2 separate regions of the Sus scrofa genome follow, and region 1 is linked to region 2. A link is a contact called in public Hi-C data. All regions are on one chromosome and are shown on one strand. The core of a region is the stretch at or near the end of the contact, and the rest is flanking DNA. Distances in the headings are between cores, read along the strand shown. Region 1 has its middle 260 kb from the start of CXADR. Region 2 has its middle 44 kb from the start of MIRLET7C.

What was found. Hi-C and Micro-C count contacts between places; a contact is called where the count stands out from the background.
Region 1: a Hi-C map of heart right ventricle shows a contact between it and region 2, with 1.8 times the contacts expected there. The contact joins two enhancer-like sites.

The regions. Positions count from the first base shown.
Region 1 is chr13:181,869,162-181,876,151 of Sscrofa11.1, reverse strand. No RefSeq gene overlaps it. Among named protein-coding and RNA genes, the nearest start is that of CXADR, 260 kb to the left of the region's middle. Within about 2 kb of position 3,806, at least 8 of the 83 cell types and tissues checked have an H3K27ac peak or open chromatin away from gene starts, as enhancers often do.
Region 2 is chr13:181,344,293-181,350,878 of Sscrofa11.1, reverse strand. It overlaps a transcript of LOC106508546 not described here. Among named protein-coding and RNA genes, the nearest start is that of MIRLET7C, 44 kb to the right of the region's middle. Within about 2 kb of position 2,853, at least 59 of the 83 cell types and tissues checked have an H3K27ac peak or open chromatin away from gene starts, as enhancers often do.

The DNA.
Region 1 (6,990 bases), core at 2,557-5,056, 520 kb before region 2:
TAAGCTAATATAAAATGTTTCTTATCTAAATCTTTTCTTCAATAAAATTTTTGATTTGCATCTCTATCTGTAAGAAATATTTGAGCAAACATGCACCCCGTAACAAAAATACAGGTATATTACGTTTGTCACATATGCTTCGTAAGTTGAAATGTAAAATGTAAATAAAGCTTGATCACTGATTTTTAAATATTAGAAGTTCTAATATGTTCTTCAGTATCTCGATAGCTTTTCCTGCATGTCTTCTGGGTTGTGTGTACCACACTTTGGAGTCCACTGGCAAAAATGACTCTCATTCATTTACAAGCTTGTGTTGTTTCACTGCTGACAGCTTAAATTTTTCTTCCAAGAATATTGTGTCTAGAATGATAAAGAGAATTCCCATGTAATGTTCTAACTTTTTTATTGCCTACTGAAATACTTGGCATAACTTATCAGATGATTCTGGAATTGAGGTGAAAGTACATAAAGAGTTTGAGTAAAGTCTTATCATTCTGAGCGGTTTCAAAATAAACTTACTATTTTTCTTAAACATCTGTGAACCAATTAGAAGCAACTGAACTTTTTAAATGTTCCTAGCAATATTTTAGAACCTCTGCTTCTATTAATACTATTGGGGAGTTGCAGCAAATACAGCCTTGCTTGACAGACACATTTTTGTGGCTGGGAGGGCTGGAAATATTTCAGCATAATGATTTTCAGATCTGTAGCATCCACCACTCAAGAATTCTCTAAAAAAGAGAGAGAGGTACAAAAGGATAATTACTACAACATGTGTTTCAGATTTTAAAGACAATTAGCTGGAGACCTCAAACTTTCTCATTCTGCTCACACAGTAAAAATAATGTTTCATATTGGGTAAGCGTTTTCTGCTTTATGAAGAACATGACTATTTATTGTTTCATTTGATGTTTTCACCAATTCTGTGAGGTAGTTAGGAATTATTATCTCACTTTGTCACTTGAGAGAATTGATAAGAGAGAAATGGCTTAAAGGTCATTCAGCAAATTTGGGTGGAACAAAGTTTAGGTCTCTAGGGTTCTGAACTTGCCTTTCTTTAGACAAGTTGTTGTTTGGTGGACCTTTAATTATTTATGTGATTTATTTGCCAACTTATGTAAATAAGATTGTCATAATGTTAACTATAATCATGAAAAAATTCTTAACATACAAACCACTCTATAACACAAGTGGGATAAATATTATTTGTAAGTCTGGAGACTCAGCTGATGACACATTCGGTGGATCAAAGAGTTAGAAGGAAGCACATACTATTGTCCCTTTAAATTCTCTTAGACTCTGGTTATACCAAATTGCCTACCCAGTTAAAACTCGCATGGGAGGAAAACTTCATGCAGTTTTGCTCAACTGTTTTGCCTTTTATAACATTAAAATGTAAATTTAAATGGACCACTTCGGCAAAATTTCTTCAGTGGAATGATGACATTATAATATATAGCAAATATTATTAGAGTGTGAAATTGAATAGGAGATTCTTGCATTACTAAAAACTTAAGATTGTGTTCTAGCTGGCATTTTAACTTGCCTGTCTTTTCAAAGGTAAAATTTTCTTCAGGATAAAGTTCTTAATTCACATTCTACTTCAAGCATACTTTCAAGTGCATTCTATCACTAGAAAAATTATTTTCTAGTATGCATTTAGCACTCCTTTAGTCCATAAGAGTCTTCTAATCTTTAGTAATTATCTCTCTTATTTTCTGCATCATTGTCCAAAATATTTATTTGCCTTATACATGGTGTCCTTTATTAGGTGGATAAAATAATTTAAATTCTTTCTTCAGTACTTATTATAGGAACGGCAATAACATTGATTTTTTTTCAGGATTCATAAAATTTATCTGTTAGCTCTTTCAGTGAGCTTTATTTATTCCCCAGTGATGGTGACTAGAATATGCAGTAAGTGATGGTACACTTCATAGGTATGAGACTTATGTTAAAGGCAGAGTCCTTTGATGGAATGATTTGGGGAGAAGCTGAATTTCAGCAGAATCTTGAAAAGTTGTCAGGGTTTTCTTAAGTCAAAATTTAATAAGCACCACCTTTGGGTGAAAGCACAGACATGAGAAAGAGTAGGTAAATCAGGGATAACATGTAGTGTCTTTTTCTCTTCTAAATAATAGTTAAACTTCTTAAAATAGGTATAACTATCCCATCTAGTTTTCTAACCACACTTTCACAAAGTTCCTTCGAGTTATCTTTGCAAACTATTCATTATGTAACCTATCACTTTCTTTTTTTTTTTTTGTCTTTTTATCTTTTAGAGCTGCACCTGTGGCATATGATGATTCCCAGGCTAGGGGTCCAATCAGAGCTGTAGCTGCTGGCCCACACCAGAGCCACAGCAACGCAGGATCTGAGCTGTGTCTGGGACCTACACCACAGCTCATGGCAATACCAAATCCTTAACCCACTGAGCGAGGCCAGGGATTGAACCCTTGTCCTAATGGATACTAGTCAGGTTCATGAACTGCTGAGCCATGACGGGAACTCTGTAACCTGTCACTTTTAACCCCTGAGGGAAGAAAATATGAATTACCCTATTTCTAGGGATAGTTATGGGCCGGCTACAAAGCCCCACAAGTCTGCCTTCCTGTGCAAACCTGGGAACTAGTCCCATTGAAGGAGGCACTCCCTCTTCACTTAATCTTCTTCTAGCAACATTGGTACCACGTTGGCCTAGTCATCTGGTTATAAATACTGACTTAAATGTTTAGATATCATCCCTATAAATCATGTTAAATTTTATATGCTTTTCCCCCCTATATAGTACCAAATTATTATGCGAAAGTTACACAGTTATTTCTTTTGACAAGGGATCCTGAAACTGTTGAATCCTATGTATATTATCCTTCCTTCTGACAGACATTATGACTTTTTAAAATCACAAACATATTTCCACTATTGCAGATATAACAGGAACCAAATTTATTGTTTGAATTTTATTGGGAAAAGGTGAACACAGCTGTTTTACAGTGTGCTGGTTCATGGGGCAGGCGTGCATTCCTGAAAGTTCTTGCTGTTTAGCCGCAAGAGTGCTTCAAATCACTATGGGTCATGTGGTGCCCTGGAGAGGTGGGGGCTTCAACCAGGGCGATTAGTGGGAAGAGAAGAGTTTGAAGTTCTACACTTTTGGGGTTTAGGTAACATTAGGGGAGAGGAGGGTGAGAGAATTGGAGAAAGGTGGATGGATAGGTCCTTACCATTTCAACAGCACTGTTTCAACAGCTACCATAGGAGTGCTTGGCAGTAGGACTGAAGGAGCCCAGCCCAAGAAAGCCCAATCCTCTTAAGGAAAATAAAATGAAATAAAATATAGTTTAAAAAAAAAAAAGAAAGAAAGAAAGCACATTCCTCTTTTTTCGATGTGTGGCCTCCTCATGGGCAGGTCCCTGAGGCAGGCCTCAGTTTGGCCCCTGTGAAACGTGGTTTGTTAGTCACAGCTAATGTATGCGATTGTGATGTGGATTAGCAAAAAGAATGTTTGTGATCTTTGTAAACTACACACAGTGCTGGTCTTCCATGGCTGCAAAGCCTCCTCAATTAGTTCCTCTGTGTTAGCTTCTGACTATGTGGCAGATCAATGCCTGGGTAAGGAGGATGGTGAGGAGTATGAGGAGGGCCTTTGATCCTCTTTTCCAGTGCTAACCTGAGAGTTGAGAACAGTTTTGGTCATGGTGGCCCCTTTCCTTGTGGTTTGAACTCCAGATCTGAGAACATTGTCTCCAGTGGTTTTGGCGGCCCTCATGTAGGGTCAGGGTGACCTTGTTCTCACACAGCGTCTGACACACTCCATTTGATCTTCTGCCTCTGCTGAGGAATCTTTCACCTGCCAAGAAGAGATCTGCCTCCACACCAAGGCAGGACCTTGACTTTCAAATCAAGGGGATGACAGTCGGCAGCTGCTATTGAGACAAGCCAATTGCCTGCTTTGCCGAAGCTTGTCAGGAACCCTGATGACAGAGGGCTGTTCTGGAAACAACTGGCATTGGAGGATTTCAAGGCCTTTGAAGTTCCTGACAAGCATGATTTTTTCCTTCATCAGGGCAAAATAAGTCAAAAGATAGAAGCAAAAGCACATGTGATAAATACTCAGAAAGCCAAACAGGTTAATGCATAAAACACTCCTGGAAAAAAAAAAAAAAAGCCTCTTTATCTTTTACAGCACATAAAAACATTTTCCACTTGGCAAATTGTGTGTCTTTAAAAATAGCATGGAACCATGTGATATGAAGTGAGAAAAGAGAGAAGAAAGTATGCTAGTGTGCTTTCAGAAAGTTAGGAACTGAATTCTACCTGTGTGCTGAATCTGAAAGCATTTGTTTTTTGATGAAAAGTCATTATGGTTGTTTGTCCTAACAATGTTTTTTAAAAAAATAAAAAAAGCTATCCCTAAAAGAAGTTTGAGCACTTTATTATTCTATTGCTAAGAATGTATTATTTTTCTGTTAGAATAAATGTCAACAAAAATACTATTAGTCCTGTAAGTCAGTCCTTTTCTTCCACTTCTGAAACAGTGTTTTCACTGCCATTTTTAGTTATCATACTATCTAAATATTCATAGAGTTAAAAAGCCTTTTATTATGGAAAGTTTGAAACATGAAAAGTAAAGAGGGAAGGAGAAGGAAATGGCATCACCCACCTTCAGATTTCTCCACTCACGGTCAAACTATTTCCATCTAATAAATAATTCAGTATCAATCCATCGAAGATAAAGACTATTTAAAAATGCAACCACAGCTGTGGGTGCAGCGTAGGCCAGCACCTATAGCTCCAGTGTGACCTCTAGCCTGGGAACTTCCATATGCCACATGCGCGGCCCTAAAAGAAAATGCAACCACAATATAATTATCACACCTCAAGTATTAATTATATTCTAAATATCAAATATCCATTCAATGGGTAAATGACCCAGTTACCTTGTAATTTAAAAATTTTGGTGTTTGAATCAATACTCAGGTAAGATCCACACATTGTATTTGTAGAGATTTCATTGCTGTATATCTTAAATCTTTTAACCTTTAGGTTTGCTTGTTCTCTGTCTCATATCTTTTTTTTTTCTCCTCATCTTTATTTTTTGTGGACACTAGATTGCCTTGTCTTTTGGTATTTGCCACATTCTAGTGAATGTTAATAATATACCTCTTGGGTCACATAATAAGTTCTTCTATCTCTTATTATTTTTGAAAATTTGTAGTTACATCTAGAGGCTTGATTCAATTCAGATTTGTTTTTCTGGCAAGATTGCATCAGAGATGCTGTTGTATACATACCTCACACGTAGGAGGCGTATAATTCTGAAGGCTTCTCTTTGCCTTATTAGCAGCCATTGGTAGTCAATTCTTAGACGCATTATAGATGGGTAATCTAAGTCTAGCAATTGTTCTTCATTTCTGGATATGTATTAGAAAGGTAGACATCATAACATTTCCAATCACTTATGTGTGAGGTCTTAGAAAAGGAGTCAGTGATGACTTTGAGAACTGAGTCTGAGCAACTAGAAGAATAGGATTGCCATCAACTGAGACAGGAATGGTCACAGGTTAAGCAAGTTTTGTGGGGAGTTTACTTTTGGACTTACTGACTTGGAGATGTCTATAAGATATCTGTAGCAGTCAGGGTTCAAATAGAGAAACAGATACAGTTTTTGCTTCTTTGCTTCAACCCTGACTGACCCTGACTGATACATGCATATATGTGTATATATATATATATTCACAATATATGCACATGTGTGTGTGTGTATATATATGTTTATGAACATACATTTTTAAATCCATCTAACATGCACTTTTATATATCTTCTATATACAGGATATATATCCAGTATATAGGGATATATAGTTTTCCTTATTTCTGGATATGTATTGAAAGCAGACACATAAAGATAGAAATATACAAAATAGATATACAAATCCCTTCATATAGCTCATTATACTGTGTGTGTGTGTATATATATCTATATATCTATATATCTATCTAGTATATATAGATGTAGTTAGAGATACACGAAGGGATTTATTAGAGGGATTTGAACTTATGCAGTTGTAGGAGCTGTTTAAGCAGTCTCTGTAAGGCTGTCATCTTTGTGTCTTATACTGAAACTTGAAGTCCACCAGGCAGGCAGTTGGGAAGAAAAGAAGAATGTAGAATAGGGGAGAGCAAGAACAGAACATACTGGAATATATAAGCAAAGTCAGTTCATGGTTGCCTTTGACCTTGATGATATAGGTCTCCTAAAGAAGCCAGGGCCCTCTATCAGATAGATAAATACATACACTTGGCCCTGGGATCAAGAAAGCAAAGGATATTCCAGGAGGAAGTGGGATTTATTGCAGATCCAACCTCTGCCTCATGCCAGTGAGTAGAACCTGTGGATAAATAACAATAGGAAGGAATTACAAAATGTCTGCTGATTCCAAACCTTCCATCAGAATCTCTCTTGAGACCCAACTTAACCAGAAACATATAGGAAAGGAATCTTAGAAAATGTAGTTTTGTCTAACCAAGTTATTGCATGTCAAAACCACCACAACATTAAAATATAACTATATGTGGTTGGATATTTGAGTCTGGAGTTTGGAAAAATAAGTGTGGAAATTGTTAGTATATGATTTTAAAAGGCTTGAGACTGAGTGCAGTCTCTGAGGGAATGAGATTAGGAAGAGAGGAAATAGGTCTAGGACTTAGGTCCATTGCTCTCCAATTTTAAAAGATTGGGGAGAGGAGGAAGTATGAGAATAAGCACTGAGAAACATGATGAGTGGTACAGTGGGAAAACCAGAGTAGGGCATCCTGGAAGCTTTGTGAAGAAAGCACATCAAGGAGGAGGGAGAGATTAATTGTATCCCATCCTGCTCACAGAACAAGTATGATGGAGGCTGAGCACTGACTTTCTGATGACCCGAGGAGAGTGTAAGGAGAGATCCAAGCCTTGTCAAGTAGATCCAGGTGGTCACTTCCGCCTTAAGA
Region 2 (6,586 bases), core at 1,604-4,103:
TCTGACTTCATAGGTGGTGTTTACTAATTTATCTCACATACATCCATGGTATATATCAAGTAAAATGTAAAAATTAAAAAGTACCATATTTCTGCTAATATAACTCTTGAATTCTTATAACAAGAAATGTCTTATTATAATAGGGCATATAAAGTATTTAGTCTGGTTAAAAAGACTAAAGAAAACTCTGGCAATAAATACCAATCACAAAGCAGCATTCTTCTTAAATCAGTTGCAAAATCTAATAGGGTCAAATAAAGAAGAGGGCAAATCATTTTATTTCTAGGCCTCAACATGATTATAGCTATACATTACATATTCTCAGCCACAGTTATGTGAAAACACAGGATTTATTTAAGTAGCTAATGTATATATTTCTATACATATGAAAAAAGTTATAAATTTAAACCACTCTTCATTATTAACTGAGTTATTCTTTAGACTAGCTGTCTTAAAATACACCAGAAGAAGCATTTAAAAAACATCTGTATCTTAATTTTGCTTCTTACACAGATATCTTATATTGCTTTTATATGGTCATTAGAATACAAATGCTATTTCAGTGCACCTCTGTAATCACTTTCAAGTACAGTTTCTACAAATTGTATTTTGGGGGGTGGGTCATGTTCGAAACATTGCTGATTATAAAGAAGAGCATTGTTCTTTTCTCCTAGGCAGAATCTATGTATGTTCTTTTGTTCTGATGGTAACTGCAGACAATCAATAAGGTCCAAAGCTGCTGGTTCCCCTCCGCCTAGGTCCCAAGAGCCTGACTTGTGATGTTACTAAAATACCTCACAAGTTAGGGTCTCAGGGACTAGGAAAAGTCTGGTTTGATGCGGTAGAATTCTTCTTCCAGTTATAAAGCTAGTTTAGAAATTACAGTTGGGTCCAATTAACTTTTTCCTCTAAGTACTAATTAAATGACATACGTAGAAATATATATGGTATATAAAAGGCAGGATGAGCTGAGTATTCACGACGACCATTTACAGACTAATTTCAGACCTTAAAATAATGAAGACTGTAAGAAACAAGGCAGATAATAAACAGTTAAGAGTCGTTCCATTAGATCCAAGAAAGATACCAAAAATGGGTTAAAATCTGTTTCTAGACTATTTGTACAGCAACACCATAGCCTCCATTATATTAAAGGAGGATTATATGCCAGTTAATGGGACCCTAATTGAAATTTCGCTTCTCATTACAAGTCTATACAGCACAACTTTTAAGGTGGGCCCAGGACATATAACACTTTAAATCTAATTTAAATATATACTGTTGCAGTTAAGAATAAAACAAAAACTTTTTTGCATGTCATAATTTAATACCTCTGAAGCTTGCTATTTCTCTTTGAATCTCCAAACTCTTCAGACAGCCAATATTTCCATGCATACTCTGTAGCTATTTGAGCAATGCCACTTAACAAACACGTAACTTAAAATGCTGGCAACATGATTAAAAAAAATGTTTCTATTTTTAAATAATTGCATTATAAAGCTCAATACTTTTGAAAATACACAACCCCCATCCTGCATATTCACTGAATTTCCTCCGATCTTTTAGCCTTGTTTGTGGTTCGAGAACAGAATTTGTACTTTAGGAATGATCCAAGGTTTAGTAGCATAGAACGCAGGGTAAAACAATCGGACCAGCCATAACATAAAAGTCCTGGCCACAGAAGTGGAATCTGGTTCTTCTGAAGTGGTTGATCTTAAAAGGGAAAAGAGGAGGAAAAAAAAAAAAAACAAAAAAATGGAAAGAATTAGAATGTTTTCCTGTAGAACAGGTGAATCATCCATTTCCAAGTAAGCTGCAAGGAAAGCTATACTGAACAAAATATTTGCTAACTGGCCCCCCTCCTCCACCCTAGTACCACACCCCTTTCCAACCACCACCCCCCACCCTCTGTCCAGATCTTTACTTTGCCTTGTTAAGACTTTAAATATTCTGCTCCATGATGTAATGCATCATTATATAAGATCTCTTTCTGTTTATCGTTTGATTTTCCATACTGAATCAGTTATGGCTTAAAATAGTAAATAGTTAAAAAATAAAATAAAACAAAAAAGCAGCACTCATAAAAAGCAAAAAAATAAAACAGTCCTTAGATATAAGTCCATGCTTTTCCTTAAAACTGAATATGGCTTTACAATTTTTGACCATAGCATTCAACCAATTATTAGAATGAAAAATCTCACCCCTCCATAAATATGACATTAACATAATTATACCACCCCCATCACGGAGACCCATCCTCCTTAGGGAATACATCTGATGCTCCAAAGATGGAAATCAGTCAGATTTTAGTTGCTCTCCAACGTACCTTTGCTTCTCACTGACTGACTGGCTTTTACCCTCCACGCACTCACACGCCACCCCCTCCCCTCGGCTAGACACGGATGCCGGAGCGAGCACGCGCGCGCACAGGCATACAGACACCCAGCGAGAGGCGAGGCAAAGCATCTGATGCTGACTCAGAGCGCTTCTGTGTGCTGGGGGTGGCAGCGGCTGGTATTTTCACTGCGCTCATCATTAACATTAACTCACAGTCTAGCATCCACCCTCTCCCAGACCTGCGGGACTGCAGTATTTGCATGACGCTGTCACTCTAGCTTTTGCAGGTCAGATGATGGAAGAAAAAAAAAAACAACAGAAAGAAAGAAAAGGAGTTAAAAGAAAAAGCCCTCAGAGCCTTCATTTCTTCCAGGGTCTCCTTATTTTTCCACATTTCTACTTCCTCTGTGGCTATGTCTCAGTTGTTTGACATCTTTCCGGAAGAAACTGTCTTGTGCTTCACTGAGCCAGTAGTCAGCAGGTCCACCCCTCACCTCACACTCCGATCCCCACCCTCCCCCAACTCCCAATCAATAAGACAGATCTCCAAATACAGTTGTGGAAACAGGCTCCGACACAGTCTCATCCTGGATTCACTACCTCAGGAAGCAGGCAGCCAGGCTCACACGTGATAGAGAAATAATGCCAGCAAATCTTTAGCAGTCTTAGACTTTATTCTACGCTTTCATTCCCACCCACCCCCATCCCGGCTGACGAAAGAGCAAAAAAAAAACCCTTTCCACTTGTCTCTGAAACCCACAAACAGCTTAAGAGACACATGATTGAGGTGGATCTGTAAAGATCAATCATTTCTATTTACTAATGAAAAAAAACTATGATTTTAATAAAAATAATTGCTTAATATTTTTATTAGCTGTGCTCTCATTTCACAGGAATTACGAGATCTGCCAGGATCTGAATCATCAATATGATTTAAACTGCGCTGAAATCCTAACTTGATGGGATGAAATTAACCGACAGGGATATTAATATATATATATATATATATATATTTACTTTTTCGATTTAAGAACTTTTAAAAATAATAATAAATAGCCGTGTTGATGAATATGTATATCAGTTTTTGAGACTAGAAAATGTTTGCAGGCTATAAATATTAAAGATTAAAGATATGTTTACTTACAATATGGATTTGCACATATATGTGAAAACAATCTACTATGTGCATTGTTACAATAAGAAGTAAAAATTTGGACGCAGTCGTATGTGAGCTACAGTGTTTCATAACATAGAAGGCAGTATATAGGTATTTACCAGTTCCTTTGTTCTTCAACTGTTCCCTTTAATGATAGAACGTGGTAAACTGCCTACCTTTCTTTTCTACACAAGCAATATTTCTGAATAACTTGCCAGACAGAGCCAGCCATCAGTGACTCCGCAGCTTGCAAGAACTAGATACAAAGGATAGAAAAAGTACGATGATTCTCAAGCCAACTCTAATGCTGTCTGGTGCTGGAGAAATTTCGGTTTACCCACACAGACAGATCCCATCATGCACTGCGGCACTGCAGGACCAACTAAGGTAGCAGTCTGGCAGCAGATCTGTGGCAACAAACGTGAAGGACAACCGTTTGCAGAGGTTCCAAAGAAAACATCACACAACCCTTAAAGAGAAAGAAGCAACTGAACTAGGATATGTACCTTTACAATCAGCCCCTCCAAGCTCCTGATTTGAGAGAAAAAGGGGGGAAAGGGAAAACTTAAGAGCAAAAATAAAAAGCACAAATAAAGAAACCGTCACCTGGAGGAAGCTTGGAGTTTACACACTCTCACTAGAGAGAGAAATACAGGAAAGGAAAGAACAGGAGGGGGAGGAAGAAAAGGAAACAGAAAAGGGAGGAGGGAGGGGAATGGTGGATAAGGGGAAAAAAGGAACAGGGGAAAGAGCAAAGAATCACTGAGCATTGAAGTAACAAATAAAATAGGAAATTCGATTTCAGAAACCAAAGATTCCAGATCAGAGTTCGAGCTTAGAATTTACTGAAAACCTGTAACAGAAACTAATGCATACACAGCATAGTTTAAAATACTGATTGTTGGTAAGACGCCTGCTGACTTCCTTCCTGTTCTACGTCTGTGTACTAAACTGGTCATTTCTAAAGTCTCTTTGCTCAGATCCATCTTTTTTTTTCCTCTCTCTCTCTCCAGAATCATCTGTGTCCTTTACGCTATTTTTTTTTTTTTCTAGACAGTTGCCCACAATACTCTGGATAAATTAATGTTGTGACCTTGCCATGGCTATCGGACATAAAATGTCGACTATTTTAATAATTGAACATGTGCTTACAGCAAACTGCCTACTGATATCTTAGCTCTGTGGACAGTCAGCTTAAGCACCTCACTCCCAGCTCTGTGAATCGGAAACAACAGATGCAAATACCACTTTTGTTTTTTCCTATTCCATGCCGTCTCTGAATGTTACATACAGGGAAGACACACACATTATTTAACTTAACAGAAAGCATAAAAACATTAACCAAGGGAGTTATAAGATAAAGAAGAAAGGTTTGAAGAAAAATAATAATTATAAACGAATGGCCATGCATTTAAAATATTTATGTCTGGATCTGAGTTAGTCAGTTGCCCAGTGCCCAGGCTTTTTATCAAGACCACCTTTGAGCCAACAGGAATGTAGCCCTGATTAAATCAATATTTATTTGAAAGAAGATGTATCAGTTCAACTATGGCTGTCATAGACACAAGATTAAGGTCTCTTCTTATTCTAAACGTCTATCCATCAATACTAAAACATTCCTAAAGGACACTCTGACTACAGCCAAACTATTTACAAAATAAAAATTTCAATGTATTTTATATTTAATTTGAAGAAGCAATGCAGTGCAGTCTTCCTAGATCAATTATTTTTAGATGTTATTTGAGTTTTGTTCTATTAACTTAAAAAAATACCTACGATACATCTGGATCTATATCAAATGATGTATTATTAAATTAAAGGAAGCAATAACTACTCTAAAATACTTTAATACGACCTGTCTTCTACCTTACTATTAAGGCAAGGATCATTTCTTGGAAAGGCCATTTGAACTCACTGTTATGAGAGTTATGGGAGTTGCACTTAAAAGCACTTGTAAGGAAGATGAAGGACAAAGTGATCGACAGTTCAAACTTTGACTCAAAATTCATGGATGTGCAGAATATATTGTTTATTATTACTTGCATATTTTGTTTTATTTTATCTGTACTTTTCAACCAACAACATGTACATAACAAATTAAAATTAAATAAGGTAAAAACTCGGTTCCTCTGTTGCCTTAACTATATTTCACATATCCAGGAGCACCTGTGACTGGTAGTTACCATTTTGGACAATGCAACTATAAAACTTTTCAACCGTGAAGAAAGTTTTATTGGACAGTACTGAATTACACTGTCCCATGAAAAGTGTATGGAATAACAGATCACAGGGTCCCAATATTTTCATTCCAGTCTATTTTAAGAGAAAGAATTTATATTGATTTATTTTAAGATCTAAAGTAGGAAATTTTCCTTTGACTAAATAACATCTAAAGTTTTATTTACTAATAGTTTTGAAATATACAAGATTACTTAAGGGTAAGGGTTATATAGAAATGAACTTCAAAAAGGTAGCTGATAACAAAACCATTAAAAGACACAAATACTCAAGCTAAAATCTCCCAATATATCTGACGGATGCTCATTTGTCTAACCTTTGCAGAAATGAGTCATGCTTTTTAGTGTCAAACAATGTATATTATATACTTCTGTTTTCAATAAAGAAAGCCTGTAATAGTAGTATAAGCAGCAAAAATACAGAGAAAAAGCAATTTTAAAGAATACTATACATATAAGGGAGAATTTTGGTTAAAAGTAGCAATAACTATGGTTATACTTTTTTCTTTTTCTTTTTTTAAAGAGAAAAGAAATAATAATTAAAGGGCAAGGGAGACAGGAATCAGATGCCAATGAACTAGGATGACCTGATTGGGAATTTCTATTAAATAAAACACCGAGGTGTGTGTGTGTAGGTGTGTGTATGTGTGTGTGTGTGTGTGTGTGTGTACCTTCTTAAGATAATTTTGAGTTATCGATCAGATTCTAGAAATGATTACCTTAAACAAAATGAAAATAAAGTAAAACATAAATGTATATGAGTTATTACTTTAAAAATTTCATGGTGAATAATACAGGTGGTTTTCAACAAGGAAAAACTCCTCATATTTTCTTTTAGAATTTTAGTATTTAGGCT